Regions from separate parts of the Mus musculus genome. Here all the other regions are linked to region 1. A link is a contact called in public ChIA-PET, HiCAR-type and HiChIP or PLAC-seq data. All regions are on one chromosome and are shown on one strand. Each heading gives the region's core, a stretch centred on a gene start, on an enhancer-like site or on the middle of the called end of the contact. The rest is flanking DNA. Distances are from core to core; before and after follow the strand shown.

The links. ChIA-PET counts read pairs in DNA pulled down with a chosen protein or histone mark. HiCAR-type assays count read pairs that join an accessible place to other places. HiChIP or PLAC-seq counts read pairs in DNA pulled down with a chosen protein or histone mark.
Region 2: a HiCAR-type map of embryonic stem cells shows a contact between it and region 1, with 4 times the contacts expected there. The contact joins the enhancer-like site here to the promoter of Pdss1 in region 1. A contact is called at or near these places in 5 of 39 promoter capture datasets (the C10 cell line, the HPC-7 cell line, embryonic stem cells and 2 more), 9 of 115 datasets of contacts at active chromatin or transcription factors (the SCID.adh cell line, bone marrow-derived macrophages, effector CD8 T cells and 2 more) and 3 of 9 other capture datasets (adipose tissue, liver and pancreatic islet).
Region 3: a contact with region 1 is called in an RNA polymerase II ChIA-PET map of effector CD8 T cells, with 12 read pairs. The contact joins the enhancer-like site here to the promoter of Pdss1 in region 1. A contact is called at or near these places in 2 of 39 promoter capture datasets (neutrophils and pre-B cells), 2 of 484 Hi-C or Micro-C datasets (CD4 T cells and pre-B cells), 4 of 115 datasets of contacts at active chromatin or transcription factors (the SCID.adh cell line, bone marrow-derived macrophages, effector CD8 T cells and 1 more) and 3 of 9 other capture datasets (adipose tissue, liver and pancreatic islet).
Region 4: an H3K4me3 HiChIP or PLAC-seq map of bone marrow-derived macrophages shows a contact between it and region 1, with 2.7 times the contacts expected there. The contact joins the enhancer-like site here to the promoter of Pdss1 in region 1. A contact is called at or near these places in 2 of 39 promoter capture datasets (hematopoietic stem and progenitor cells and neutrophils), 1 of 484 Hi-C or Micro-C datasets (natural killer cells), 4 of 115 datasets of contacts at active chromatin or transcription factors (the SCID.adh cell line, bone marrow-derived macrophages, effector CD8 T cells and 1 more) and 2 of 9 other capture datasets (adipose tissue and liver).

Annotation. Positions count from the first base shown.
Region 1 is chr2:22,891,570-22,898,615 of GRCm38.p6, forward strand. It overlaps Pdss1 (prenyl (solanesyl) diphosphate synthase, subunit 1), which reads left to right and starts at 3,953. Exons shown (of 11, transcript NM_019501.3): 1 at 3,953-4,193. The coding sequence starts at 4,062. Gm52503 (a long non-coding RNA gene) reads right to left here and starts at 1,801. Exons shown (of 2, transcript XR_003953772.1): 1 at 1,626-1,801.
Region 2 is chr2:23,003,920-23,010,965 of GRCm38.p6, forward strand. All of the region lies in intron 1 of Abi1 (abl-interactor 1), which reads right to left. Among named protein-coding and RNA genes, the nearest start is that of Gm52502, 7.1 kb to the right of the region's middle. Within about 2 kb of position 2,507, at least 122 of the 459 cell types and tissues checked have an H3K27ac peak or open chromatin away from gene starts, as enhancers often do. A contact at or near this core is called in the SCID.adh cell line, adipose tissue, bone marrow-derived macrophages and 2 more, where this site is marked.
Region 3 is chr2:22,793,102-22,800,147 of GRCm38.p6, forward strand. The region is part of intron 1 of Apbb1ip (amyloid beta (A4) precursor protein-binding, family B, member 1 interacting protein); the gene reads left to right. Among named protein-coding and RNA genes, the nearest start is that of Apbb1ip, 22 kb to the left of the region's middle. Within about 2 kb of position 3,655, at least 19 of the 459 cell types and tissues checked have an H3K27ac peak or open chromatin away from gene starts, as enhancers often do. A contact at or near this core is called in effector CD8 T cells, where this site is marked.
Region 4 is chr2:22,818,980-22,826,025 of GRCm38.p6, forward strand. It overlaps Apbb1ip (amyloid beta (A4) precursor protein-binding, family B, member 1 interacting protein), which reads left to right. Exons shown (of 14, transcript NM_019456.2): 3 at 626-713; 4 at 4,316-4,617. Among named protein-coding and RNA genes, the nearest start is that of Apbb1ip, 48 kb to the left of the region's middle. Within about 2 kb of position 3,557, at least 35 of the 459 cell types and tissues checked have an H3K27ac peak or open chromatin away from gene starts, as enhancers often do. A contact at or near this core is called in adipose tissue, bone marrow-derived macrophages and microglia, where this site is marked.

The DNA of each region.
Region 1 (7,046 bases), core at 2,703-5,202:
AGTTTGTTTATATAGTGGATTATGTTGATGGATTTCTGTATATTGAACCATCCCTGCATCCTTGGATGTTCATTCATTATGATGGATGATCATTTTGATGTGCTCTTGGATTCGGTTTGTGAGAATTTCACTGAGTATTTTTGCGTTGATATTCATAAGGGAAATTGGTCTGAAGTTCTCTTTCATTGTTGGGTCTTTGTGTGGTTTAGGTATCAGAGTAATTGTGGCTTCATAGAATGAATTGGGTAGAGTACCTTTTGTTTCTATTTTGTGGAATGATTTGAGGCCCAGACTCAAAGGGACTGATATGCATATGAACTAACAGAGACTGTGTCAACAAGCTCAAGACCTGCACAGGTTCAAACCAGACCAAACCTCAGCACTGTGAAGGGAAAGTGGATACAAAGTCCCACCCCTAACCAAGAAGCTTTTTGTAATTGATACCTGGTGGTATTGGGGAGGGGGGGGTGTCTTACTTTTCTTTGTTTTTTTTTGTTTTTTTCCAGAGTTTTGGAGGGTTTTTTTTTCCCCGTTTTCTGTTTTTGTTTGTCTTTTGAAATAGAACATAAGGTTGGGTCAGTAGGAAAGTGAGGGAGAGCTGAGAGGAGTTGTGGTAGGGAAAAGAATATGATAAAAAATATTGAAAAAAATGTTTTTAACAAAATTTTAAATAGAAGTATTTAAAGAAAGAAACTTTTAAAAAGCTTAAAAAATAAGGGAGGACAACTCTTTCTTCCTCTTTCTGAAAGGAAACATCCATATTATCACTATGCTTCAAAAATAAGGCAAAGGGGGCTTGGGAGACAGCTCAGTAGTTAAGAGCACTTAGTGTTCTTACACAGGACTTGAGTCTGGTTACTAGCACCCACAATCTGCCTGTAATTCCAGATCTAGGAGCTCTAATGCTTCCAGCCACCTGGGCACACTAACACATATGCATACATACACACACACACACACACACACACACACACACACACACACAGAGAGAGAGAGAGAGAGAGAGAGAGAGAGAGAGAGAGAGAGAGAGAGAGATTAAAATAGCGGTAAGAGTGACCATGCACATCTGCAGTCCAAGCACTAGGGAAGCTAAAAAAATGGGTTCTAAGTTCCAGGTCAGCCTGACAGTGTCTCAAAAAAGGAAAAAAGTGAACCTATTTAAATGTAAATAAATACCTCATTCATCTAAAAATGTTTCCTATTTCTGATAATGAATACTTTTATTGTAAAAAATATGAACGAAACAAGTGAGAAGATGTATCATTAAAATAGCTCATTCTAACAATTTAACATATTTCAAGTCACTCCATTATATCTAGGTGTACATGTAAGCACATCAGAATGACATCAATAGCCAAGCATTAGCATTTTTAAGGTAGGGTTGTGTTGATAATTCACTGATCTTTTATCTAATAACATTTGAATGTTTCATGTAGTACCTGAACCAAGACATATATGCAATGGTATGTGGTAGTATGTTTATAATTTTTCCTTGACTATTGGACCTACCAAAGATATTTCAATGAAATCATCAATATGACAAATGTCTAAAAGCCTAGCCAACCCTCCAAAACTAAGATGACAGTTTTAAAAATGGTTTAATTACAAACTATACCTGTTCTTACCTGTCAAGACTGGTTGTTTCGTTTACATAAGTGCAGTGACAGAGATCAAAGTTGTTTCTAGTTTTAGCATTTCTTCTAGGCTCTGCCCAACAGTCACCAAGCAACATTCAGGTCCAAGCCAGGCTTGCTATGAAAGAACTGTTTAGTCAGTCTCTCTGTCTGGCTCTCTCCCCCTCCCTCCCTCCCTCCCTCCCTTTTTATTATCTCTGGCCTCTTTCTCTTTCCCTGTCCTCTCTCCCCCTCTCTAGTGATCTCTGTAGGCCTCTTCCCTTCTCTCTCTCTCTCTCCCTCCCCACCCCCCCCAATGTCCCCTCTCTTTCTCTGCCTCTACTCCCTTCTCAACCCCCCTTCCCATGCCCTAAAACAAACTTCATTTCATTTTATACTAGATCCACTTTATGGCTGGTACCTGGGTGGGGGGTGGGGGGGGGACAGAGTGCCTCATCACCTGCTTACAAAACATATTATCTAGATCGTGTGCAACACCCTAAATATAAGGAGTGGATTAGAGACAATGCAAAGGAGACTGAAGAAACTAACCATGTCCTTCAAATATTGACTCTTAGGAAGGTACCAACTGCAAATTTGTGAATTATGTTTCTTCTTGTTCTGCACCATACTTACATTTAAAAATGTTGGGCCTAAAGCTGAACACATTATTTTCATATTTTATATTAGGTTCATATGTCGTAGACCCCAATTCAGTTCACAGCACCCATATTCAGCTGCTCCCAAACACCTGCTCCAGGATCAGACTCCCTCTCCTGGCTAGCCTAGTTGGGTCAAAAGAAACATCTATGAATTATGTGTGTCTTCTTGATAGATTATTAGGAGTCAGAGTTTAGCTACACAACAGTGTTAGAAGCCTTAAATGACTTCACATATATTTCCTAGTTATCTTGCATCTTGGATACTACAGCTCAATGATTTTGTGTCTGTGTTGGTAATGAGGGTCTAACCTGGGACTTGACTATACTAGGAACGTGCTCTTTTGCTTATACCACAACCCACTACAACTTCTTTTTAAGAGCCAGGGCTTTTGTTTTAATCTGGATAATTTTTACATTAAAAAATGCCCAGCAGAATTGTGGATTGCTATCCTTCTCCCTGTGGGTTATTCCTGTTGCCCTACCTGCAAAGGAAGATTACCAATAACAATATACCACAGGTCATAACATTGTCAAAAGAACATGAAAGTATTTATTGCTACACTTATCTAGGCAAAGCCTACCTATTTGATTATTTCATTCACTCATTCATTAAGTAATTTGTGGTGTTGGGATGGAACCCAGGATGTTGTGCATGCTAGGAAAACACCCAACCACTCAGTCAAAACCCTAAACAGCAAACGTTTTATTTTGACAAGTTTCATACATGTATAACCTCCATTTTTAACATAGAAACCTAATAAGAAAATAATGAGCTCAACTTTAGGGTTAACCCTCTTTAAGTGTGTTGCAAACAAGAAAAAAAATTATGATTCAGAAAATTACAGCTGGTTTATTTCTTCCTAGGAGGGAGACTGGGAGGAGAGGGGGGTCGAGATGTAAAATGAATTAATGAATGAATGGGAAAAAAAACATCAACATGGGAAGGCAGTAAACTTCTTCAGTCTCCCCAGCGCTTGCCTCTCATTGCCTCCACCTAAGATTATGGCGTAAGATTATTACGAGCATGTATAATCATTTGATGAAAGTGTTATAAAAATGCTGTTTCAACTTCGGAATAAATCCGACATGCGACAGGCAAAATGAACAAATGAAACAACGACAATAAAAACATTTTCTTGAGCATCCTGAGCTGCACTGTATGCATTAGCAAATAGAGTTGGAAATGGGGACGCAGGTCGGTAATCTCAGCAGCAATAGGCTGAGGCAGGATGGTCAATTTGAACCCAATCTGGTCTATACAAAGCCAATCTGGTCTACACGGCGAGATAAGATAACGAAAAAAAATTAATTTTGCGTAGTTCATTACATCCAAGGGTTGGTCTCCCATATCCAGACATGAACAAAACCGCTAAACTATGCATGTATACATCTCTAAGGCTTTCAGGATAGAGTCCAAAAGCTAAGAGATAAGGTCAACTTAGCTTCTGTTACACAATAACCCACAGCGTAGACTAATTAGAGGAAGTTGGCACGTCCACTCGGAGCTTGGCATTGCGAAAACAATGGCCTCAGGGTTAGCAGGTACCGGAACCAGATTTCTGCACGCTTTGTCCCGCGTAGGACAACAGTTCGGACGCACATTTCTGGATAAAAGCGGACGCGGCTCCCGACTAGAGCCAGTGGCTCCGAGGAGGGTTGAAGAGGACAGGCGACCGGGTGGGGAACAGGGTGCGGCTTCGCGCTTCCGGTGCCCAGCTTCCGGCTCCGGGTTTGGGCTTGGGGCAGAGGCGGAGCTACGGCCCGCCGCGACTTTCAGACTTGAACCATGGCTATGCGCTGGTCGTGCTGGCGGCGTGGCTGCTCCTGGAGGCCGACCGCGGTCGGGAGCCCGCGGCGGGAACGACCTGGCTGTGTGGAGCCTCTCGGAACACGTGCCGCCTCGGACACCCGCGCGCAGGTGAGGCCGGGACGCGCGCGCTGTCCGCGGCGTAGAGGTCACCATGCCAATGACAGCCGGCGATCCAATGAATGGGAGGATGCGCACGTGCGCCGGGGCCTGCAGTCCCCACTGGGTGGGACACCCGGGAAGTGGGACTAGTCGCGGGGCCAGAAGTGCGGAGCTGCTGATCGGGCATCCAGAAGACATTGGGGTTGAGGTAGAGGGAGCGGCGGAGCGCAGCCCTGTTAAGCCGGGGCTACCCGGGTGTGTCGAGAGGACAACCAGAGCCAAAGGGACCTCTGCTTTCACTTTCCTAGCAATTTCGGGTTTCGGATCCAGTTAGCCTCAAAATTCGGAAAGGGTGTTGTAGCGACGCAAAGTGATGCTAGCCAGGGTGGACTTCAGTGCTGCAGGTGCTTACAAGAGAACGCACGCCTGAAAGGCGCTGGAAGGACACTAGAAGGAGAAGAGCCGAAGGGTGTCATGAGAGACCTATGACTTCTTTGAAGTAAAATCATTATCTAATTAGTAATTGCGGATTCTTAAAACTGTCTCCTACTGCGTTTGATTACAAATTCATTTTCTTTTGGTTTTTAGCCCTGTAAATGACTCTCGCTTCTGTGTGAGTTGGGTCAGTCCGTGCCGTGCTTTACCTGGCAGTATCTGCAGACTGACTTTTGAAGTTAGTGTTTTTTTCACTTTGGGTTTTGGAGACCTTTCCGGCCACCGAGTAATTGTATAAGTAATTCATCTTTCATTTTAAAAATAATCACCCACCTCTTAAATTTTAGTACTATTTGGTACATTTCATATGTCAGTGTACTTATCAAACTCTATACTAGGAGGAGATGTGTAACATTTATAAATATGTGGCTTGTACTAAACAAGATGCATAAAACGGATTATCCAAAAAAGAATTTGGAGAGAAAATGCAAGCTGCTCTAAATAGAAAGAATAACAAATAAGAGAAAGAGAGCATGTAGGAAGAATCTTAGAGGAAGATAGGCTTTGTAGGGATCCATTTTGATACTGCAAGCTAGACTTTAGAGGGTTTGGGGTTTTATCTCTATAGAAAGGAAGGAAGGAAGGAAGGAAGGAAGGAAGGAAGGAAGGAAGGAAGGAGAAAAAGGAAAGGAAAAAGAAAAGAAACCTCACCTGTGAAAAGAGTTTTTCTGGAAAGAATCTTTGTCATTGGCATCCATATCCGTTTCCTTGAGCAAAAAGGGAGACTACTTGACCGTCCAACATCATGTTTTTCTCATTCATGTGTTAACTTTCTACTATAAACATATTTAGAATTCAGGTGTCTACTTCAGACATGAGTGCTTTCATTACTTCAGGTCTCTCAAGGACTACAAGACTTAAGGACAATTATTAAAACAAATTTGTTTCTCCAACATAGTATCGTACTGTAGCCCAGAGTAGCCTAGAACTTACTGTCAAGCTAAGCATGGCCCCAGATACATTATAGTAGTCCTGCCTCAGTTTCCACCCCCATCCCTATCCCTATAGCAGTGCATTAGACCTAAGCAACCACACCCGATTTTGTCATTAATTCATATTGAGCACTTTCTCTTATTTTAAAAAGTCAATTCTCAACTAGGTCTGTAATACTAGCATTTGTTAGAAATCAGGAGTTCAAGGTAATCTTTGGCTACAGAGTGAGTTGAATGCCAAACTGGGCTGTATGAGACTTTAAAAACATCTTAAGGGGCAGAGTTGCCTTTCAAAGCGAGTAAATGATATAGAGAGGGAATAGAATCTGAAGTGGAAAAATTATTTTCACTGCCATCCTCAGTGAGCCCCAGAACTGGTTGTAAAGAACTGGTTGCCATTTTAAAACATGATTCTTTCCCTTTGAAAACACTGCCCTGAGGTAGCTCTAAGTAGAATACAGGTTGACTGAGGACCTGAGAATATAATTGAATAGATACTATCTTGTGTTTCTGCAGAACTAATAGTTATAGTTCAGTGGTAGAACACTTGCCAGTCATTGGCAAAGTTCTGAGTTGAGCCCAAGGACTGCAGAGTAAATAAAAATAAGTGTATGCTGTACATTGGATTCTCAAGTTAATTATATATATATATGTATGTATAATATGTTTGAGTATTCTATGTATAATGTGTATGTGATATATATATATATAATTTCTAAGAGTAGTTATAGAGAGAAAAATGTTACAAAGTGGCCCAGCCAGAAATTTTTGATATTTTCACCAAGCTCTGTCCTCTAAGACTGCAATTAACAGTATTTAAGCTACCTAGTGGCAGAGAGTAGCCTGTATTAATCATGCAGTTTTAACTCTTAGATTGAAAGCTGTTACTCTTCCATTAAGATGTCACTTGTTATGGCGGAATGGTACACTAATGCTAACCCAACACTTGAGAGGCCGAGGCATAAGGATCAATTCAGTGTCAACTTAGGCTGTGTAATAAGATGCTGTCTTAAAGCATTGGAGGGAGGCATGATCCTTATTTATATGTTCCATAATAAAGCATTACATTTGTATATGAACTACTTAAGGAGACCAAAAGAAGTAAGTATATTGTCTAAAGAGTGTCCTGTAATCCTAGCTACTATGGATTGAGTCAGCCAGACTGTGAGGTCAAAGGCAGCTTGTGCTACATATCAAGACGCCCATCCCAGAAGGGGGGAAAGTGGGCTGTCCTATGGTAAAATCAAAAGAGAGAACTCCTGCTATGTTGTGGGAACATTATAATTTTCTGTAACTCATAAATGTTCTTAATATTTTAATGAATAGATAATGCAGTGGTGGAGACAACAGACCTCAGTCTTCTTAGCCACTGTTTAGCAAAGTCAACATTTGTGTTCTTTTAACAGCTAAAGCAATGTATGGTTCATTCAGGCAA
Region 2 (7,046 bases), core at 1,257-3,756, 110 kb after region 1:
GTATATTTCAAACCAAAATTAGACAGAACATTTTAAAAAGCTGCATTATATATGAATAAGTAAAACAATCATCAAGAAGGTATACAACTCTAAGTCTATATGCACTAAACATTGTAGGCTCACAATTTCATAAAACAAACAGTGGAGATAAAAGGTCACAAAATCCCTGATTTAATATCCCACCCACTCTTAGCATGTAAGACATTCAACCTAAAGTCAACAAAAAAATTCCTGAATTAAGCTACTCCATAGGTCAAATGCACCTAACAGGTGTGCAGGTAGTATTCCATCCAACAGAATCGGACTATACAGTCTCCTCGGCGGCAGCAGCCCAGAGAAGCCCAATAAAATTAGACATCAGGAGGCATCATCAGACTGGCCAGACAACTCAGTGGGCAAAGGCACTTGCCACCTAATGAGCCCAGTTTCATCCCAGGAGCCACACAGTAGAAGGGAAAACTGATTCCTACAAGTTGTACTCTAGTCCATACTCTAGTCAACCATGGCATACACATGCCCACACAGGGAAATAAATAAATAGGAAATAAGTTCATTAATTAGCTAAGTTAAATAGACAACATTGTAGTTCACAAAGCAAATTACAAGATTACAAGATAATCAAAATTTCTTATATCTTACCAGATCAAAGTGCAATAAAATAGGAAATCAATAGCAAGAAAATACATAAACTACACATACATTAAAACTGAAAAATACACACATGAATGACCACTGGGCCAATGAAGAAATCAGGAATAAAATTTAAAGATTCCTCGAATCAGGAACTGGAGAAATGGCTCAGCAATCATGAGAGCACTTAGGGACCCAAGTTCTTTTCCCAGCAACCATACGGTTGTCTATCAGTATCTGTAACTCCAATTCCAGAGGATACAACTCCCTCCTCTGGCATCTGTGGGCACAAGGCACACACACTGTCAACATACAGTCAAGTGAACACTCATACACATAAAATAAATAGGACTTTTTTTTTTAACTCTAGAAATCAAAAAAAAAAAAAAAAAAACCCACAAAGATGTAACTTCCTAGAACCTTTGGGAATTAGCTAAGACAGTTAAAAGAAAAAGTTCATACTACTTATAACAAGCAGGCTAAATGGAAAAACTAAAGTCAGGAACAGGCAAATGTGCCCATTCATTCCACTGTTTCAATGCAGTATTTAAAGCCATAGCTAGAGCATTAATACAAAGAAAAATCAAGCTACAGATAGGAAAGGATGAAATCCAAGCATTCCTACAGACAATCTGATGGAGGCATTTCTCAACTGAAGTTCCTCTTTACAGAAAACTCTAACATATCAAGTTGACAAAATAAAAATAAACAAATAAATAAAAAATTATCCAGAACACAAGTACCATCATCAACACGCAGCTGTGGACTCTGACTACCGTACTACTTGCCAGGTCCGGCATGGCCTTGGTAGGGACAGAATGACATGGTTCCTGCCCCAGGTACAGAGACAACAGGCCTGGACCCCCACAAGTGTCCACGGCTGCTGTGGGTGTAAGGGTTGTTTGTATAATAATGCACATATTTTACGTTCCCCCTTCAAAGAAGGTTTTCCCTGTAAACATTAATGACTTCATGATAATGACTTCAGAGACAGCGTGAATCTGGGAGGCAAAGCTGTGGCTAACATGGTAACCACTGCGACTTTCAGGACAGCCCTGTGGGGTTGAACTCTGTGAAAAAGAACTCTAAAACCATGATTGCAAAAATATATAATTTTTCAACTATGAAAAATATAAGAATACAATAAAATTATGAGGGACTTCAGAAATGAAAAGTTACAAAAGCAGCTGTGAGGTGAGCCAACTTGTCAGAAAGATGCTAAGGAAGGGGAAAAAGATTTAGGAAGTGGTGGTTGCAAGAGATTCCACCCTGCTAATTTTTTTGTTTATGCTTACAAAAGCAGAAAGATTCTACAGTTCAAGGTCAGCCTGGGACAGAACAAAGTTAAACCCCAGTGTGTGGTAGAAATGGACAGGGTACCACCCAACAAACTTAACACTCTGTGCTTAACAGAGGCAAGCAGATCTCTGAATTCTTTTGCAGTTAAAAGGAAATGTGTACTTGCTTTCTCCCAAGAATTAAGGGGCTGGAGAGACAGAATGCTGATTCTTAGGATAATCAAAAGGAAACCTGGAGTAAATGACTGAATTGATATGTAGAATAAAAGACTGGGTTTATGATCTACAAGACATGAGCTATCCAGAGAATTTTCTTAGAGAATCAAGAGAGAACTGCTTAGAGAACTATCTCGAGCAGAACACAGCTAGAGATCTCTATCTAGAGAAAGTAAATCAGAGAAAAAGAAAGTACCCAGCTTCAGGTCGCTTGTTTTCACCGCCCCCAGACACCCTTTCCTCAGAAACCCTCTCCAAGCTGAGGCTGGTTCTTGGCAACTCCTGACTGGCTAGTCTAGATGTGCCTGCCCCCCACCCCCGCCCCGGAGCCGTAGTAAGAGCTAGTAAATGGGTGGAGTGCTGTGGAAAGTTGTCTTCCAAGCATGACAGGGCTGTAAGACTGAGCTCACAGCAGCATGATCACTGCCCAGGACTGGGTGGCCAAGCTGGGAAGAAATGAGTCAACACCAGTGGGAGGGGAACAAAGAGTAAGGGTGGGGGTGAATATGTTCAAAAAATATACACAGGTACGAAAATGTCACAAGACTACTATAAAAATTAATACATGCTAATTAAAGACAGAAATAAAACTAACAACAAACACCAGCAAGGATGTTAGGGAAAGGAGCCCTACTGATGGACACATACTGCCAAGCCTACCAACCTGATCTGGATCCCTAACACCTACTATGGAAGGAGAGAATGGACTCATGCTGTCCTCTGGCCTCCACATAGGCATGCTGTGGAAATCACATATTACATGTACACACACAAATAGTAACTTTTAAAATTGTAACTATCACATGACCCAGTTAAACCACTCGAATAAATATGAGTCTTGTCATAGCTAAAAAAGATGAAATAGGACTTGGGTACACAGGTAACAAAAACCAGTATGTATAAACTTCTGAATATATTGCTCAACTCTATGGTTTGGCATGGAAAGAGGTGATGTTACTCAGGACAAATTCTGACCCCATCTGAGAAACAAAAGGTAACAGAATATGCTGGGGGCTGGGGGCGGGTGGATTACTAAATATCCCGGGGGAAAGGGAGAAATACTAACCCAACTGGCTAGCTGGTGGTCCCTATACAAGTTCCTAAATGGGGCCTTAATGTTAGGTGGGGGTCCAGAATAGAAGGCATTATCTCTATTCTACCTTAGAGTCTCTGAGAGACCAAAATTAAGCCTTTAAATCACTCACAAATTACTACTATCTGCCAGAAGGAAAAGAGGAGACCCGTGTGGCTTTCCTGTTGAGGCTGTGCCATGAAAAAGTGTAACATAAAGATGAGATTACAGAAAGAGGTCCTCTCAAAAGATAACATTTTTACTCAGCCAGCCCTTGATATTAAAACAGTCTTCAGAAATTTGATTGTTGTGCCAAGCAAGCCACTAAATGATTTGGCTCGCCTACTGTGGTATTCTATAACCTAGATCAGAAGCAGGGGGGAAAGGATAAAGAAAGGCAGACAAGCAACACAGGGAACTGCCAGCTACCATAGGAACTCTTCCAGGAACACAGTCCAGCCCAGAAGGCCCTCCTTCCTCCAAGGAAGGAAGGAAGGAAGGAAGGAAGGAAGGAAGGAAGGAAGGAGAGGGGAGGAAGATGTTGAGTTTTTATTGTTTTTATTTCTATGTGAACTGACGTTTTGAATTTGTATGTCTGTGCGCCTTGTACATGCAGTGCCTGACAAGGCCATAAGAGGGCGTCAGACCCTCTAGAACTGGAGTTACAGGTGGTTGTTAGCTGCCACGTGAGTGCTGGGAATTGAACCCAACTCCTCTAGGAAGCAGTCAGTGCTCTAAGTCAGGTCGGCTTCCTCCGTGAGCGAGAAGGCCATCTTCAACACTGTTTCAGAGACAAAAGTGGCCCCCAGAACCCATTTCATCTATAAAGACAATCACTAGAAGATTCCATGCATTCAGAATCTGTCTATAGACTAAAGTCATCTTTTTACCCCAATGGGCCTGGAGCCTCCCCAAAACACTATGCCAGTCTATCCAGAGGAGCCTGGTACAATCTTGCCTGTAGCAGAACACCAGATCCCTTGTCCTAAGTAAGCCTGATTCAAAGTCCCCTGGCCTTAGATCCCAACAAAATTCTACTATGAAGGGCATATATCAGTCAGCCCCTTGAAAGATATATTACTCAGCCTCTTGCCTGTTCCTGGGGAGATCTTCATTTTTATCTTTAATAGTCCCTGAGACCCCAGCTCCCCTTAAGGGAAGAGGTGTCTTGGCTAAAATAAATGTTACACTCCTTCCCCCAGGACACTCAGTGGAAGTCAAAACGGTTGTTGGAGTATGAACAGATGGAAGAACACAAGTAGGATCAGGACAGCTGCCCAAGTTGCTGAAAGCTTACATCCTGATCACAGACTAAAAGCAGAGAAACAGACACTAGGCCTGGCACAGACTTCTTAGACCTCAAAGACCAACCCTAGTAACATATCTCCTCCAACAAGGCCATACCTACTGCCAGAGGGCCACACCTCCTAATCCAAGAAGGGACCAAACAACCAGAAACTGTCAGAAGTTCATTCTCTTTAGTGAGGCTGCTGCCCTGTGCATTTTGTGGTCCCCAGTCCCTATGCACTGATGACCCAAGATTCCCTCAAGCAATCACCTTCTATTTAGTGGAAGAACTCAGGGATGCCCCCCCCCCCCTATTCTATAACAGCACAGCAGCCCCTGTTTGAATTTAAAGAGCCAAACAGGACAAGTTTCCTGAATTTTCATGCGACAGGAATGAAAACACTCCACATCTGTAGGGCTACCCCTCTTCAAGACCGGAAAGATCAGACACATCACCAAACCACAGTGCTCTGACATGTAGATGGTCTTCTTTTGGGTAGGCCATAAAAACTTAATCTTCCAGCACCCCCGCCCCCACCCAGTCTCTTAAATTTCTTGGCTGAAAATAGGTGTCTCAAGATCAGCCCACCGTACCAACGAAAGATCATCAAGCCTTGGAATCTCAAGGTATTTTACACCCCACCCTCCCTTAAACCTTGAACTAAGCAAGCCTTCCTAGGCATTCTAGATATTGCAGAACTTGGATTCCTGGATATGCCAGACCAGCTAGGCCTCTTTATCAAGCTTTAAGGGAAACTCAAATATTCCATGGATCCCCAAATCTCAGCATGCTTTTCAGAAGCATTTTAAAAGAACCCTCTCCAAGGCTCCTACTTTAGAACTATGCATTCAGTGCATGTTCTATCTGTATGTGGCAGAAAGAAAGTAGGTAGCTTCAGGTATAGTCACACAATTTGTATGTTATCAAAGTACAGACTTAGACAAGGGGTGGCCAGGTGGTCTCAGGGCAGTCACAGTCGTTGGGTTTTTGATCCCTGTAGCTTAAAAAGTAGTTGGGGGAAACAGTGGCTATCTGACAGCCAATTTCTTAAATACTAACCCTCCATATTGGAAGGTCCTAAAGTGACCCTTACAGCCTGTCAAGATTTAAATCTTGTCACATATATCAGAGGGGAAGGGAACCTCTCCAATTCCTGTGAAAAGTTCCTAACAGAGTGTGGGACTGTGATAGGCATCTTATTTTGGTTGAATGGGGCTTGTTCTAGCGACCCAGTAGAGAACTCTACAAGGGACGGAAAAGCAAGCCACGTTCCCAGAGCCAGGTGCCTGACACCACAGATCCCCCTGAAAGACCCTCGAGGGGAGACCCTCCCTCAGACACTTAAGTCCCGGGACAGCCGCGTACCCAAGAAGACACTGAGACCATACATAAAATGTAGAAGGTAAGATTTAATAAAGTAGCAACAACATGAAAGCACACAGACCAGAGCTCTGGGGTCGAAATAAAGCAGCAACAGAAAGCACACAGAGCTCTGGGGTCGAAACTCATACACCTTTGCACAGGGTAGAGGAGTCTCGACGACCAGCCAAAATTTTTCACAGGCTTATATAGTAAAACTCAAAGGGGGAGAACTGGGCAGGGAAAGTACAAGTTTACATCACTAGGGAGTTCTGCCAAAGGAATCTACGTAACTAAGGAGTCATGTCCTATCAAGGAACCTACGTAACTAAGGAGTCATGTCCTATCATTTGGCAATGTACCCGGTTCATTTTGAGGTTGTTTCAGGAGGCCTTTATCTCAAAAATGTTCTTGGTCGAACTTTAGGGTGAGGAGTTTTGGGGTGAAAAGTTTAGGAGTGTTCCGAGAACAACCTCTAGATGGGAGGGGGTGGGCTCCGAGGTAAAAAGTTCATGTTTTCACAAGAGGCCAGTAATTTTTCATTCTTCATTCCCCACTTCTTCTTGTAAGTAATTCTAATCTTAGAATTTCAGAAGTCTATATCTCTATGTGGAGAATACTGCATTTACTCTATCTTTAACATGGGAACAAAAACAGAATAAGGCGGATTAGTAAACAGAACTAGGCAGGGACCCTTCTAGTGAGGCTTGAGGGTCTCAGCATGACGCAGGTGTACGTAGATCAGATCTCTGGCTGGAACTGGTGAGTTGTCCTTGGGGTACCCGGCTCGTTTGCTGTAGCCAGTTGTGACCAGACTTCTTTCTGCACCACCTGCAAGCCTTTTAACTTAACATATAGATCATTATTATAACAACATAGGTTTAAACACATCATTTAAGACAGTGATGGGCACAGGAGCCCCATAAAGGATCTCAAAAAGAGTAAAACTGAATCAAGAGGGAGTATTCTCAGTTTTAAATAGGGCAAGGGGAAGGGGCACCAAGTAAGTCTGTGCCAGTCTCTAGGATTAATTTTGTCAAGGTCTGTTTAGAGTTTTATTTATTATTTCTATCTGTCCTGAGTTCTGAGGTCTGTACACATAATACAATTTTTATTTGACCTCTAAATACTTGGCCACACCCTGACTTACCTGGGCAACAAAGGCAGGACTATTGTCTGACAC
Region 3 (7,046 bases), core at 2,405-4,904, 99 kb before region 1:
GAAGCAACCACTGGACACGGGCAATCTAACAGGGGGCATACCCCAGAAGAAAACTGACTCAACACAACCAATTACCAACAGTCGCTTGGCTATGAGTTAGAATTTTCTAACAGTGTATTTCATCTGCTCGGTTTACTCAGGGATCAGTACTCTGGTTTCCAGGCTTCCTTCCTATCTTCCTATTTTTTTCTCAAATACTTGATGATCTTTGGTTGTTACTTCATTTCAACGGAAGGACTAAGATAACACAGAAAGCTGCTTGGATTTTCTCAGTGGCTGTAGCTAGTCATCTTCTTGACTAGGAGTCCAGGCACAGGGCTCTCCAGATGATCATGCAAATGTGTAGACAGGCAGCTCTTCCCTTCAGGTTAGAAGGTGGTCAGACCCTCAACTCTCATTGAGTGCTATTTGCTGAAGCCAACAAGCCATCTGTCAGAAATGAGCATTAAGGTGCTAAGCACATCTTCCCGAGATGTTGACATTTCTCTTTCTGCTTTTCTTGATTGTGATCGATTGGCAAATTGATGGATTGGATTAGTATCTGTTGTGAGGTCCCAAGCTTTTTGGGCACTGGTTACTTGTTTTGAGGGTCTTGAGACCAGTGTGAGGAACCAAAGAGGTACTTCTCTGTACTATAAGGTGTAGATTCAGTGGATGAACAGCTGTTACTATCCTTTGAGTTCGAACGTGTTATTTTGTCATTCCAGTGGAGAGTTAGGAACAAGCACAAGCTAACCCAACTGTCGGAAACTGGAAATTTTTAGTCTATTTCAGACACACAGCCCTCTATTGCAAGTATCACTATTGCCAGGGTCTCTGTGTAGTCACTACTATGAATAGTTACTGTGCTTATGCAATTATCATAATTTATGAATCAAGTTTTCCTGTCATCATTTTACAAGTGAAAAATAATGTGGGTTTTCCCCAATAACATAAGTAAGTTAATCAAGATCATGGAATAGTTGGCATTGAACCCAAATCTGACGCACTCAGCTACCATATTCACACTGAATATGTTTCTGATGATAGAGTAGCTCCCAGGTACCATTTGAATGGTTATCAAGAATAATTGCAAGTTCTTAATTCATTGCTTTTGTTTTGTTGACACATAAATTAAATATATAAATAGCTTTAGTGGACTAACTAAAGCAGAGAACTCTGAAACTCTGGTTTCCATTTAAACCTGGCTTTCCTTGAAGCTGAAAGGAGATAAATGAAAAGGTTGCATCATAGACTCGAGAGAAAGAAAAACATAGTCAAGGAACAAATGGTCTCATTGTCCACTTATCAAAATTCCCCTTTAAGAAACTGTGTGTAAGTATCCCTCACAAAGTAACTGAAGAACCTCACCATGGAGACGAACAGATAAGCTTCTTTGCTTCATAGATTGGCTCATGTTCTAATTAGCTGTTACACTTCATATATAAGTTTATTAAACCACTATGCAATAAAAAGTTACTGTGGCGCTCAAAGACAAGGTCATTCTTAGATAGTTGGCTTATTCAAGGATACAGACTTCTACATGTTCCATGACAAATATCTCATAATTGTGAATTCTAGCATGTATTCTATACTGTGATGATATTATTATTAACTATATGATTAATAACAATTGTACTTCCTGAACCTCCTGATGGATTCTCCAAATGACATTTTTAAAGCTAACATTTTATTGAAAAAATTTTGTTCATTTTTTGTGGTTCTCTGACATGATTACATATATAAATGCCATTCATAATCTACCTGGAGTATAGAAATGAATTTATGAAGGTTCTAAAAAATAAATATTGTAGGATATTATAAAGACAGTTTATATGGAATTAAGTTGATCATAACAACAAAGAAAAACAACTCAGAATAAAACACAGTATGTTATGAATAATTTTCTTGATGTTTACCATCTGTTAGGTGTCTAAATGTACTATTTTTATGTACTGAATTTTGACATAAACTGACCATTTAATGGGCAATTTTATATATCACTGATTCTGTGCATTACTGAACATTGCACACACAGCAGAGCTGGCTTGTCTTAGCTCCCCAATGTCTGGAAAGTCCTCTTTGGAAAAAACTTGAACAGCAGCATCAGCCCTTTTTACAGACCCTCCCAGTGTCAAGTTTTCTAGCCAGGCTCTTTGTCAGAACCCAGCGAGGTGACTGTCACACAGTCATATCCTGTCTCTGTGTCATACTGAATTCTGCCCCAGGAGTCTATGACCTGCTCAGTTTCAAAGGATATGCCTTGGACTGGACTTAGTCTCTCAACCCACGGGAGAATCAGGGTTCCAGTACTCAGGTATGCAAGGAGTCAGTGGGGTGACAAACAGACACGAACACCAGAGAGAGTGTTGAATCTGAGTGTAATTTCTCAAAGTGAGCATCAGACTTATATTACAGAAGAAGAAAACAAGGAAGTTAAGTGATACATTAAGGTCATCCAAGGTACACTGAGGTTGCCCAATGCAAAATGACTCTTTACACAAAACAGAGGAATGCATACATAAAAGATAACAGGAACTAGGCAGTGTTTACAACTGGGATAAAATCAGTGTTTACAACTGGGATAAAAAACAGCCTCACCTAAGGTCAGCTTATTCTTAGAAGCCAGGGGCAAGGACTTCCTGCCTTCTGATAGTTAATCCACCTTCTCCCTAGGCCATTGTAAATTCCTGTGTATGGGAGTGACTCAGCTGTTATTCTAAGTATTTACTCTAGTTCCTTCTCAGACCACAACCTTCCTTCTTCCTAGGCCATTGTAAATTCCTGCACATGGGAGTGACTCGGCTATTATTCTACATTGACTTTGTAGAACTAGCCCTGAGGTTTCTAGCTCTTCTCCAATAAATTGTAATGCCTGATTTCTTTTACTATCTCTCTGTCAACAATGGAGGCTTTTCATCTGAATGAGTACCATTTTTACAAAATTCAAAGTCTAAGGTTGGCTCAACGATTTCCTAGGATATTGGAACACTGGTGGAGGCTAATCTAACTTAGCTATATGTCAAATCATTCCTTGGAGCTGCTTATAAAAAAACAATATTGAAGGAAAGCACACAGATCCATTCACTGTCTCACATAGGGATAAGTTTGGAACATTCATGCTACAGGGTGCCAAAGCTCCAGGAGACTAAGTTTCCATGAAATTCTGCCTCAGAACTGCGTCCAAGCTTTTTGGCTTGTCATGCAGACTTCACTGGAGTGGGTGTGGCAAGGATGGGACATAGACCTATCCACAGACAATTTCTTAATGGGAGAAGTGTCTGATTGGAAGTGTAAAAGTGAAGGATTAGAAACCAAGTTTAAAACCATAGCTACTGTCATAGTTAGACTGTGAATAGGACTCTGTAAGAGTAAAGGAAGGAGATACTCCATCATCCTATAGAAGACCAGCAAGTTTTAGCTTCAAAACTATACAGCTTGAGGTGATGTATCATGCCTTTGGTCCTAGCACTCAGGAGGCAAAGGCAGGAGGAATCTCTGAGTTCAAGGACACCTGATTTACATAGTGAGTTCCAGGTTAACTAGGACAACAAAGTGAGACTCAGTCTCAAAGGGAAAAAAAAAAGTTCATGTGGTTACTCAAGACAGGAACATAAATGATAAGAATGAACCCAAATACCCAGCACATAAATCATAACACAGTTTCCTGTCAGCCTGTGTACTTCTAAGCAACACAGTGTGTTATGGTTTCTAGTGCATCTTATGTCACTGAGACAACAAGGAGTATGAGGGGTGCCATCTTCCTTGCCATCAATATTAAACAAAAGCAATTTTGGTTTGGGGTATATTTTTTGGTTCTCTTGGTTTCTTTACATTCTGTATTCAAATTTCTGTCTGAAATTTTGCCATCTACCCACAGGACAGCAGTTCTTAATTTTGTATGCAACAGAGTCACTTGGGAGTATTACAGTGCAGGCTATTCAACCTCCTAGCCCAGAGTTTCTAATTTAGTTGTTTTTAGATGAAGCCCAAGATTTGCATTTCTAACATGTCTGTATGATTTTACTCCTGGTAGTTGGAGAACCTGCATTTGAAAACCACCACTGTAGAGAAAATACAAAACCCAGCCCAAAGATTAGCTCTAACCTCTTCATATCATTCAGCCACATGGACTACAGGTGCTTTCTTGCATCTTGTACAGTCCTTGTGAGATTTCTGTGCCATAAGTATAAATGCAATGCCAATAATGAAACCCATTATCACCACTAGCTAAGAATCAATACAGCAACAATTTAGCAAGCAAATTTGACATGATCTTTCATTTAACTATTATGAAACTCACTGAAATGGTCCCTTCTCATGGATGGAGAAAATACAGTTGTGTTGAGGTGACATTTTTTTAGCATTGTATAGTAAAAACCCAGATGAATATGGTTGTTTCGGGATGCAAAGTCCATATAGATGACAGCTGTATACCTGCATATATGCCCAGGCTGCTGGTCTCAGCTCCTTACTCCAAGAGCATTGTCAGTCTTTTCTCTCTGCTCCTACCTTTGTGACTTTCATATTGCTGTGATAGAATACCTGAAAGTACAGTTCAAGGGGGAGAGGTTTGTCTTGGCTCAATCTCAGAGCATTTAAGTTCTTTATAGTGGTTACCATGCTGCAGTGCTAAAAACTCTCATCTCATCTCTGGTGAAGGGTCTGGTCTGCCCCATGCCACTCAGTGATCCCCTAAGCTGTGGTCCTCTGATGGATCCATATATGACAATAAAAATAGGAGCTATCACAATGTACCCTGAAAAAGCTAACAAGACCATTTTGGGAAACTATATTATGCAATCTTTAAAATTGTAATTAATGGATTACCTAGAATGTGTGTGGGCATGTAGTAATTCAATTCCTTTCTTGCTTCAAAACAACAGTATTGTCAGCAGTATCTTCACAGAGGGAAAACAGTATTTACTAAGAAACTCAGGAAAAGAACTAAATTGCCTTTCTCACTGAGGGGGAGTGATGCAGCCAGTGGTAGAACAGCATGTGTTTAGTGTACACCATCCTAGACACAATGTACAGGGCAGGAACAACAAGGACAGAAACAAAGAAACAAACAAAACAAAACCCACCATCTGGATTGCCTTTTCCCACAGCATGTTTTACAGAAAAATAGTTTATATAAACTAGCTATGGTGATTTAAATAAGAATAGCCTCCACAGGCTCAGATATTTGAATACTTAGTCACAAGGGAGTGGAACTCTTTGAAAGGATTAGAAGGATTGGGGGCTGGGGCCTTGTTGGAAGAAGTGTATCACTGGGGGTGAGCTTTAAGGTTTTAAAAGGCCATGGCTTCACACGCCTCCCCCACACCTGCACCCCTCCACCCCAACTTCTGCCTGTGAATCAGGACTTATGTCTCAGCTATTGCTCCAGTGCCATGCTCCCTACCATGATAATGATAGACCAAATCTCTTAAACTTTAAGGAAGATCCCCATTAAGTGCTTACTGCTGTTTTTCATTTGCTAATGAGTTGCCTTGGTCATGGTGTCTCTTCACAGCAATAGAACAGTTACTAAGACACCAACTGAAATAGAAGAGGCCTTTATAAGAGAAATTCAAAGAAGTCACTGCGACAGCGGATGACTGCATGTTCACAGAGCCAGGTTGTGATTGTTACCAACAGCCTCACTCAGGGAGACTCTAGTGCCAGCTACAGAACGTCAAATGAGACAAGCAGGAAATCCCTCTTCTCACACAGAGTCAAGAAGTGGCTGATATTTTCTGTTTTATCCTTAAACCATGCTTCACATCATTTTTCTGAAGAGCACATTTTGAAAAGAAAGACAAGTTGTACATTTCCAGCAGTGGAATGGATTAAACTTCAGTATTGTGTGTGCTCATGTGAAAGATGCTTGGAGCCATAAAATAACCGAAAAAAAAATCTGAATGACAGAAAAGATAGCAATTTATAGTTGCAGTGTTCTCAGAGTCACCTGGGTTATTTCTATTATCTCATTCACTTTTTAAAATCGGTCTGGGGATGACATGTGCTGAGCACATGTTCTGCTCTGCATTTGAGCTGTAGCCCCATCCTGAATAGGTTTTGGGTTTGGTTGGCTGGTTGTTTTTGTTTGTTGTTTGTTTGGTTTTTGTCAACTTGACACAAACTAAATTTATCTAGGAAGAGTTAGAACTGAGAAAATGCCTCCATCTGATTGCCTGTGGGCTAGTTTGTGGGACATTTTTTAAAAAATTAATGATTGATGTGGGAGGACTCAGCCTATTGTGGGCAGTGCTAGCCATGGGCACTTGGTTTTAGGAGGCTTAAGTAAGGATGAGATGAGAGCCTGGGGAGCAAGCCAGTAAGCAGCATTCCTCCATAGCTCTGCCTCTTTGAGTTTTTGCCTTGAGTTCCTGGCTTGGCTTTCCTCAATAGACTCTGAACCCACATGAGCCCTTTCCTCTCTAAGTCACTTTTAGTCATAATGTTTTATCACAGCAGTAGAAACCTACAGCATCTCCCACATGACTCACCCTAGCAGATGTTCTGTTACCACCTTCAAGGAAGGTTATCTGAACACTTGGAGTGACAGAACTGTCACTTCTCAGCTGACATCTGGAGAACACTCAGCAGTTATCAAATGTAAGTCCTAAATGTAGATTAATTTTTTTCTGGGGACAGGGAGACTACACTAAATATTAGGAACAACTTAACATAGTAACAGTATAGTAGCAATGAAGAACTCGTGAGCTTCTTGACAAGGAATGGGGAAGCTTCTACTTCTGCTTGTTGTGTCCTCTTCCATTCCCTCTGCCCGCTCAGCCATGTACTCTCACATGATACATTAGGCCACCACAAGCCAGAGCACACCAGGATACAAGATGGCTGTTCATTACCAAAGCCAAGTCAGAGTCTTGTTCTTTACTGTCCACCTTGTGATTTATGGGCTTATTAAAGAATGTGTTGTACTTTCTCTATGTCTTGTTTGATTTAACAGAAAAGTTTGTTTCAATGTTGAATGACGTATTGTTAGAAGTCTGCTTTTCCTGAATGTCAGTCAGCATTGGCTTCGCAAGCATTACTAATCAGTAATATTCCATCATGGA
Region 4 (7,046 bases), core at 2,307-4,806, 73 kb before region 1:
TGAAACATTTTAAACTGGAAACACTTCATTTCGGTATGGCAAGACGATAAACAATGAAAATATGATATCAAAAATCAACAAAAGGAAAACTAGCAGTCTGAGAATGCACGCAGCTCACTGGTAAAGCAGTAGCTTGGCCTAGACAGGCTCTTTTGGGGGAAGCTTATATATCAGCAGTGATTGGAATAGTCAGAACATTAATGCCCTTGGGGTACACAGGTAATTGGGAGTAAACAAATCTTTGAAAGGTTTTTGTAGAAGAATTTCTTCTGCAGATGACTGGACTTTTTTTCTCTTTGATGTCACTATGTAAGTCCTTATAAGATTGTGGATAGTAAGTGCCTTCACCAAGTCAGCAAAGTTTCTCTGTTGTTTAGAAACATTAACTATTTCCTTCTCGTTATTTTCGAGTAGCACAGTCTGTTTCAAAACATGTTTTATAGAACAGGCTTTTTTTTAAGCTGAAATTTTCTATACTGGAAAAGAAATGATAAAACAGTTTCAAGTAAAAACACAGTCTTTAAAAGCATATTTGCAGAGAAAATGTATAGAAGTGAGTGGTTTGGGCTTCAGAAATGTTGGTTTTGTGACTCACTCACGCAAACCGTGGGATCTGTTTCCACAGAGTTTAGGAGTGGACACTCTTCCTCCTCCAGACCCCAACCCACCCCGAGAAGAGTTTAACTACACTGTGGGGTTTAAGGATTTAAATGGTAAGCACAGAAACGTGTTTCTTAAGAACTCTAACACCATAGCAGTGATGGGGGTCTCCACGGGACTGAGTCTGACCATGAAACCAAGGAAACGTGGACTTCATGGGAAACAGTGTGTAAACCCTGGACGGTGCATTGTCCTTTACTGTGTCTACATTTAATTAATAAAGTCAATTAGATATTTTCACCTATGATGAAAGAGAAGACCCGCTTCCATTTATGAAAAGTCTCAAGATAAACTTATTGGACAGAGCACAGGGTCCCCAATGAGGGAGCGAGAGAAAGGGCCTGAGGAGCTGAAGGGGTCTGCAGCCCCATAGGAGGAACAGCAATATGAACTAACCAGTACCCCCAGAGCTCCCCGACATTAAGCCACCAACCAAAGAAATCACATGGCTCTAGCTGCATATGTAGCAGAGGATGGCCTAGTCGGTCATCAATGGGAGGAGAGGTCTTTGGTCCTGTGAAGGTTCTATGCCCCAGTATAGGGAAATGCCAGGGCCAGGAAGTGGGAGTGGGTTGGTTGGTGAGCAGGGGGAAGGGGCAGGGCATAGAGGGATTTTGGAGGGGAAACTAGGAAAGGGGATAACATTTGAAATGTAAATAAAGAAAATATCTAATAAAAATAAAAAATAAAAACAACAACAATAAAAGAATCCAAGATTACATGAAGAGGGGGTGGAGGGGGGGAGTGGGGTGTGAATATGTTCAAAATTCACTGTACACGTGTATGAAATTCTCAAACAATGAATAAAAATATTATATACTATAAAAAGGAACTTTCTTATTACTAAGGAGTCAGTAAGAAATGACTCTTCAAGGATAAAAATTAAGTGTTTAATAACAATTGATCGTGTATGAATGGGAACTGATTCCAAATACATTTTATTCTAAATATGTATTTTAAATTACAATCATGTATCTGTATATAATTTACTGTTTGAAACTTTCAATCCTCTGGAGATTAAATCTTTACTTTATAGCAAGATCTTCTTTTCAATTTATTGCAGAGAACTAATCTGATGATCATTGAAATGATGATGAATCTTGAAATAATCACTTCCATGGTAGTGAGAATTCACTGGAACTCTTGGTGTCAGACATTGAACCACAAGGGCAGTCTTGGTAGAACTCTTGAAAAGAGTAGCCAAGTCTTTCAGTGACCCCAAAACATAACAACTGAAGTTACAAAGAAGCTCAGTACAGAACCCCAGTCCTGGCTACTGTCTCCATTTCTCACCCAGCTTCACTGTTTCTGTCTTTTGCAGTATTTTCATGATAAGCCCAAAGGCACCAATGACTGTTGATTGGTCAGCTATAATGCACCTCTTTCTAGTGGTCTCTTTTCTACACTTATTTTCTATACTCTACTATTCACCATAAAACAAAATGTATTATTCCTGCCAGCTATAGTCACTGAGATAATAGCATCCATGAAGTTTCCAAAGAGTAGTACACTTTGCTTAGTACATTTTGACAACCCTGTCTAACAGACACTTCCACTTAGGGCCTCCAGTGGGTGTTTGGTTTGGGAAGGAGTTCCTAGTTTTATTGTTTTGTTAACTTGATCTCACCTCATGATGGAGTTCTGGCCTGAAACTTTCTATGTAGACTATGGTTGCCTTGAACTCTCAGAGATTCACCTGCCTCTGCCTCTGGAAGTGCCACAAATGAGCACTTTATCATCAGTTCCACTAAAATTTAAGTTTAGTCAGTGTTCTTACTGCTGTAGTAAACTCCAGGTTTTCTAAACACTTAGGATTTAGCATCAAAAAAGTAGCAAAGATGATAGAGTCAAAGAAACCCACAAATCTCCAGGCACAGTCCGTTACGATGTGGCAACAAGGGGACAATATGCCCATGGATGGATGGCTTTGGGAGAGGGCAGAACTACCAAATTCCTAATGTATATAGAAAGTTAAATTTGTTTAGAATACTTTTTTTTTTTTTTTTTTTTTTTTTTTTGGTTTTTCGAGACAGGGTTTCTCTGTGTAGCCCTGACTGTCCTGGAACTCACTTTGTAGACCAGGCTGGCCTCGAACTCAGAAATCCGCCTGCCTCTGCCTCCCCAATGCTGAGATTAAAGGCGTGTGCCACCACTGCCAGGTTTAGAATACATTTTTTATTGCCCTCAGTTAAGTTATTGCTAAAATGAGTTAAAAATAAGTTAAACAAGTTAACTAAAAATGAATTAAAAATTCAGAGAATAACAGACTTCAGCATGGAATCCATTTCTCATTCCCCATTCTTCAGTATGCAATTCTACATTGATTAGTAAAAATGTATCTATACTAACACATTTAAGCTATAGCAATACATTTTGAGCTCTTTGACAGATTAATAAGGCATTAAAGAACATTTTAATGTAAATGAACTTTTCTTTAGACAGTAATATAAATTTCATTGTAGGGATTTTATCACTAAAGTGCTTATAACTATATACAATATAGTTATAATTATTTAGAGTAATGTTTATTAAAAGATTTTTTCATTAACAATTGTGACTGACCATGTTAGGAAATTATAAACAAGTTTCAGTTTTGGCTCATATCGCTGAAATTTTTTAAAAATAATATTTTTATGCAAAAATAGTTTATAAAAAAATCTGCTTCACTCATTTTATGGTCAAAGCTTGGAATGAGTGCTGTGCTAGAACTCTTATAATGATGAGCTGTGCTGTATGGCACTGAGGTTGTCCAGCAGGGAGCTGACCCATAGTGCTTTCTGCTTTTTACTAGGCTCCATTTCTGGCACTCCCATTTCCTCATTCTGGGTCATCATGCACAGCGTCCATCCTTTGTCACTGAATCATCACTTGGTGAATGCCTGATTGCCAGCACAATCATCTGCTGATGTTATCCACCAATGCCACATCCTCTGATCCCAGCAAGCTAGCCAACTTGCTGAGTATGCATGTGCCCTTATCTCACAGTTGGGTGAGATCTGAAAGAAATCTCCTCCTTTCTCATCGCTCTAAAAAGCTGTGTTCTCTCTATCTTGTGAAAGCTCTCTGAGTGAGCCCACTGCCTTCACAAAATCTTTACTACTTAGTCTCCTTTTTATTTTCTTTTATTCTTTTGTTGCATTAATCCTGCACTTCAGAATGTAAGGTTCTCGGCGGTTAAATGGGGGGCTTCCAGAGGTTTGCTCTGCACTTCCTAAAGGTGGGTGAAACCCAGCTGACCACCAGTGGGAGAACTCCCCCTCCACCCATTTCCACTTTCCTCTTCCTCTACTCTTCCAAAGCCCAAGGCTCTTGCACCAAAATATTCAAGAGTCCCTATGTAGGCATCTGCTCATGTGCTCAACTCTGACTGTAGCTGGAGATACGCCAGTGCAGAGCACATTTCCCTCTTTTCTTCTTGTTAGGAACTTACTTACACTATGTACTGATTGTATTATTTTAGAAGTGTCAATATGTGAATGTGTTACACTGCATAAAAATACTTCCAACCTTTTTTATTGTATCATAGAAATTTAAATAATGACTCCCACCTATGTACATATTGCTCTTTAAAAAAAAAATGCTTTCAGGTTTTTCCAGGTACAAATAGTTGATTTGTTTTTCAAACATTGATACTGTTATTTTTTTTTCCTCTTAGAGTCCTTAAATGCACTGGAAGACCAAGATTTAGATGCCCTCATGGCAGATCTGGTAGCAGATATAAGTGAAGCCGAACAGAGAACCATCCAGGCTCAGAAAGAGTCCTCTCAGAATCAAGATCGTTTTGCACTTCTGAGGGCTTCGGATGGCCAGGGTACAGCCTCAGGAGGTTATGGAGCAAGTGCTGCTGCTATTGATGTTAGTCACCATGAGGAAGCTTTACCACCTCCACCCGTAGAACCCATGCTAGACCTTCTGCCTCCTCCTCCTCCTCCTCCTCCTCCTGAACTTCTCTCTAAAGTAAGTCCATAGGACCCAAGATGGCAGGACTGTTGCTCTCCATTTACTATCTACCCATCACCTTGGACTTTCTTTGATGTGACAATTACATCTATCAGTTTGTATGCCTAAACCTCTGAGGTACTGGGGAAAAAGAGCAGTGTTGTCTTAATCTGCTTTCTATTGCTGTAACTGAATACCACAGATGTTTAATGTATAAAAGAAGAAAGGCTAATTTAGCTCACAGTTCTGAAGGTTGGGGAATATTAAAGTATGGTTCTGGCACCTTTCCAGTTTTGAGAGGGAGCTTTCTGCCCATGCCCCCTTGCTTTAAAAAGATATCACTGGATCCCATCTTTTAATTTTTCACAAGGGAATTAAACTTCAACATCTGTTTTGGTGAGAACATTTAAAGTGTAGCAAGTATATATGGAGAACCCATTAAGACCAAATATAGTGTTTATAGCTTGGATAAAAGTAATATGCATATTCCTTAACAATACTCAAGCTTCATGGATACTTAACAGCCATCCATTAGACAGAGCACAAGGTCCCCAATGAAGGTTCTAGAGAAAGTACCCAAGGAGCTCAAGGGGTTTTCAGCCCCATAGGAGGAACAACAATATAAACTAACCAGTACCCCCAGAGCTCCCTGAGACAAAACCACCAACCAAAGAAAACACAAGGTGGGACTCATGGCTCTAGCTGCATATGTAGCAGAGGATGACCTAGTTGGTCATCTGTGGGAGGAGAGGCCCTTGGTCCTGTGAAAGTGCTATGCCCCAGTATAGGGGAATATCAGGACCAGGAATGGGAGTGGGTGGGTTGGTGAGCAGCGGGAGGGAAGAGGGGATAGTGGATTTTTGGAGGGGAAACTAGGAAAGGGGGATAACATTTGAAATGTAAATAAGGAAAGTATCTAATAAAAAGAAAAAAAGAAAAGAAAAGAAATGCATGGCTTCTAGGAACAGTTTTTACCAGTCTTTTAAACTCCTCTTAAAAATAAATTGTATTTTTAATTTGGTTACAAAAAAAGTACTCAAGCTTCAGAGGACACGTCTCATTAACTTTGTATGAACTAAGAAGTTGATTTCTATGTTCATTGCCCCTGTTCCTAGCCCAGAATATAGAAAAGAATAGGTTTTTACTTGAGTTAATTTGAATTATTGCCTCTGGCAACCCTTTTCAATAGGGCAAAGACTATGTATCTTTGGGATGCCTTCATTGGGGAGGTCAAAGACAGGTAATAAATGCTTGATATTTATAAATTGCTAAACTTTGTAAAATAACTATATAATCTTCATTTAACATGTTAATTACATATTTTTCAAAAAAAAAAGAGTAAAAACACTTTGAAGACTTTTCTTAAATAGGTCCTTTAAAAATATTTCCAAGTAAGAACCCTGCTCAGTTTCCTGTGGGCTCCTATTGTCCTGAATGGTGGTGGTCACTATCATTCAAATCATCGTAATGATGCTGGGAATGCCTAAAATTTTAAATTTAAATCACATGATAAATCCACATTGTATCACACTCATTGCTTCATCGATTGAGACAAAGCAGAATCGCCAAGCATAGGGCCCCTCGTGGTATCAGGGGGACCATCAATTCCTTGAAAGTAAACACAAAGTTGAGTGTTCAGGTAGATAGTTACAAAGTTCCTCACTTTCAATTGTTCCTAAAGTATCTTGGCACTCAAAATTATTTCAGAAACCAGTGATATTAGAAGAGATAATTCTACTTTCAAACAGTAGAAATGTAACACCTTTTTTCCTTTCATGAAAAACAATTCAATTTCTTATCATTATAAATAAACAAATAAGATTTTGCTGACATGACCCTGATATAGCTGTCTCTTGTGAGACTATGCCAGTGCCTGGCAAATACAGAAGTGGATGCTCACAGTCATCTATTGGATGGAACACAGGGCCCCCAATGGAGGAGCTAGAGAAAGTACCCAAGGAGCTGAAGGAGTCTGTAACCCTATAAGAGGAACAGCAATATGAACTAACCAGTACCCCCTGGAGCTTGTGTCTCTAGCTGCATATGTAGCAGAAGATGGCCTAATCAGCCATCACTGGGAGGAGAGGCCCTTGGTCTTGCAAAGATTATATGCCCTAGTACAGGGGAATGCCAGGTCCAGGAAGCAGGCATGGGTGGTTTGGGGAACAGGGAGGGGGGAGGGTATAGGGGACTTTCGGCATAGCATTTGAAATGTAAATGAAGAAAATATCTAATAAAAAGTTTAAAAATAAAAAAATTAATAAATACATAAACAAACAAATAAACAAGAGAACCTTAATAGTCCTATTGATAAGATTTTACATTATAAAATCAAAGGTTTTATTCCTTTGAAATATAAGGATATTTCACACTCTTTGCTGATGTTCATTTTTGTGTTCATTAGTGGAGTGTTTGTTTTATTTCGTTTTGTTTATTTTGTTTTGCTT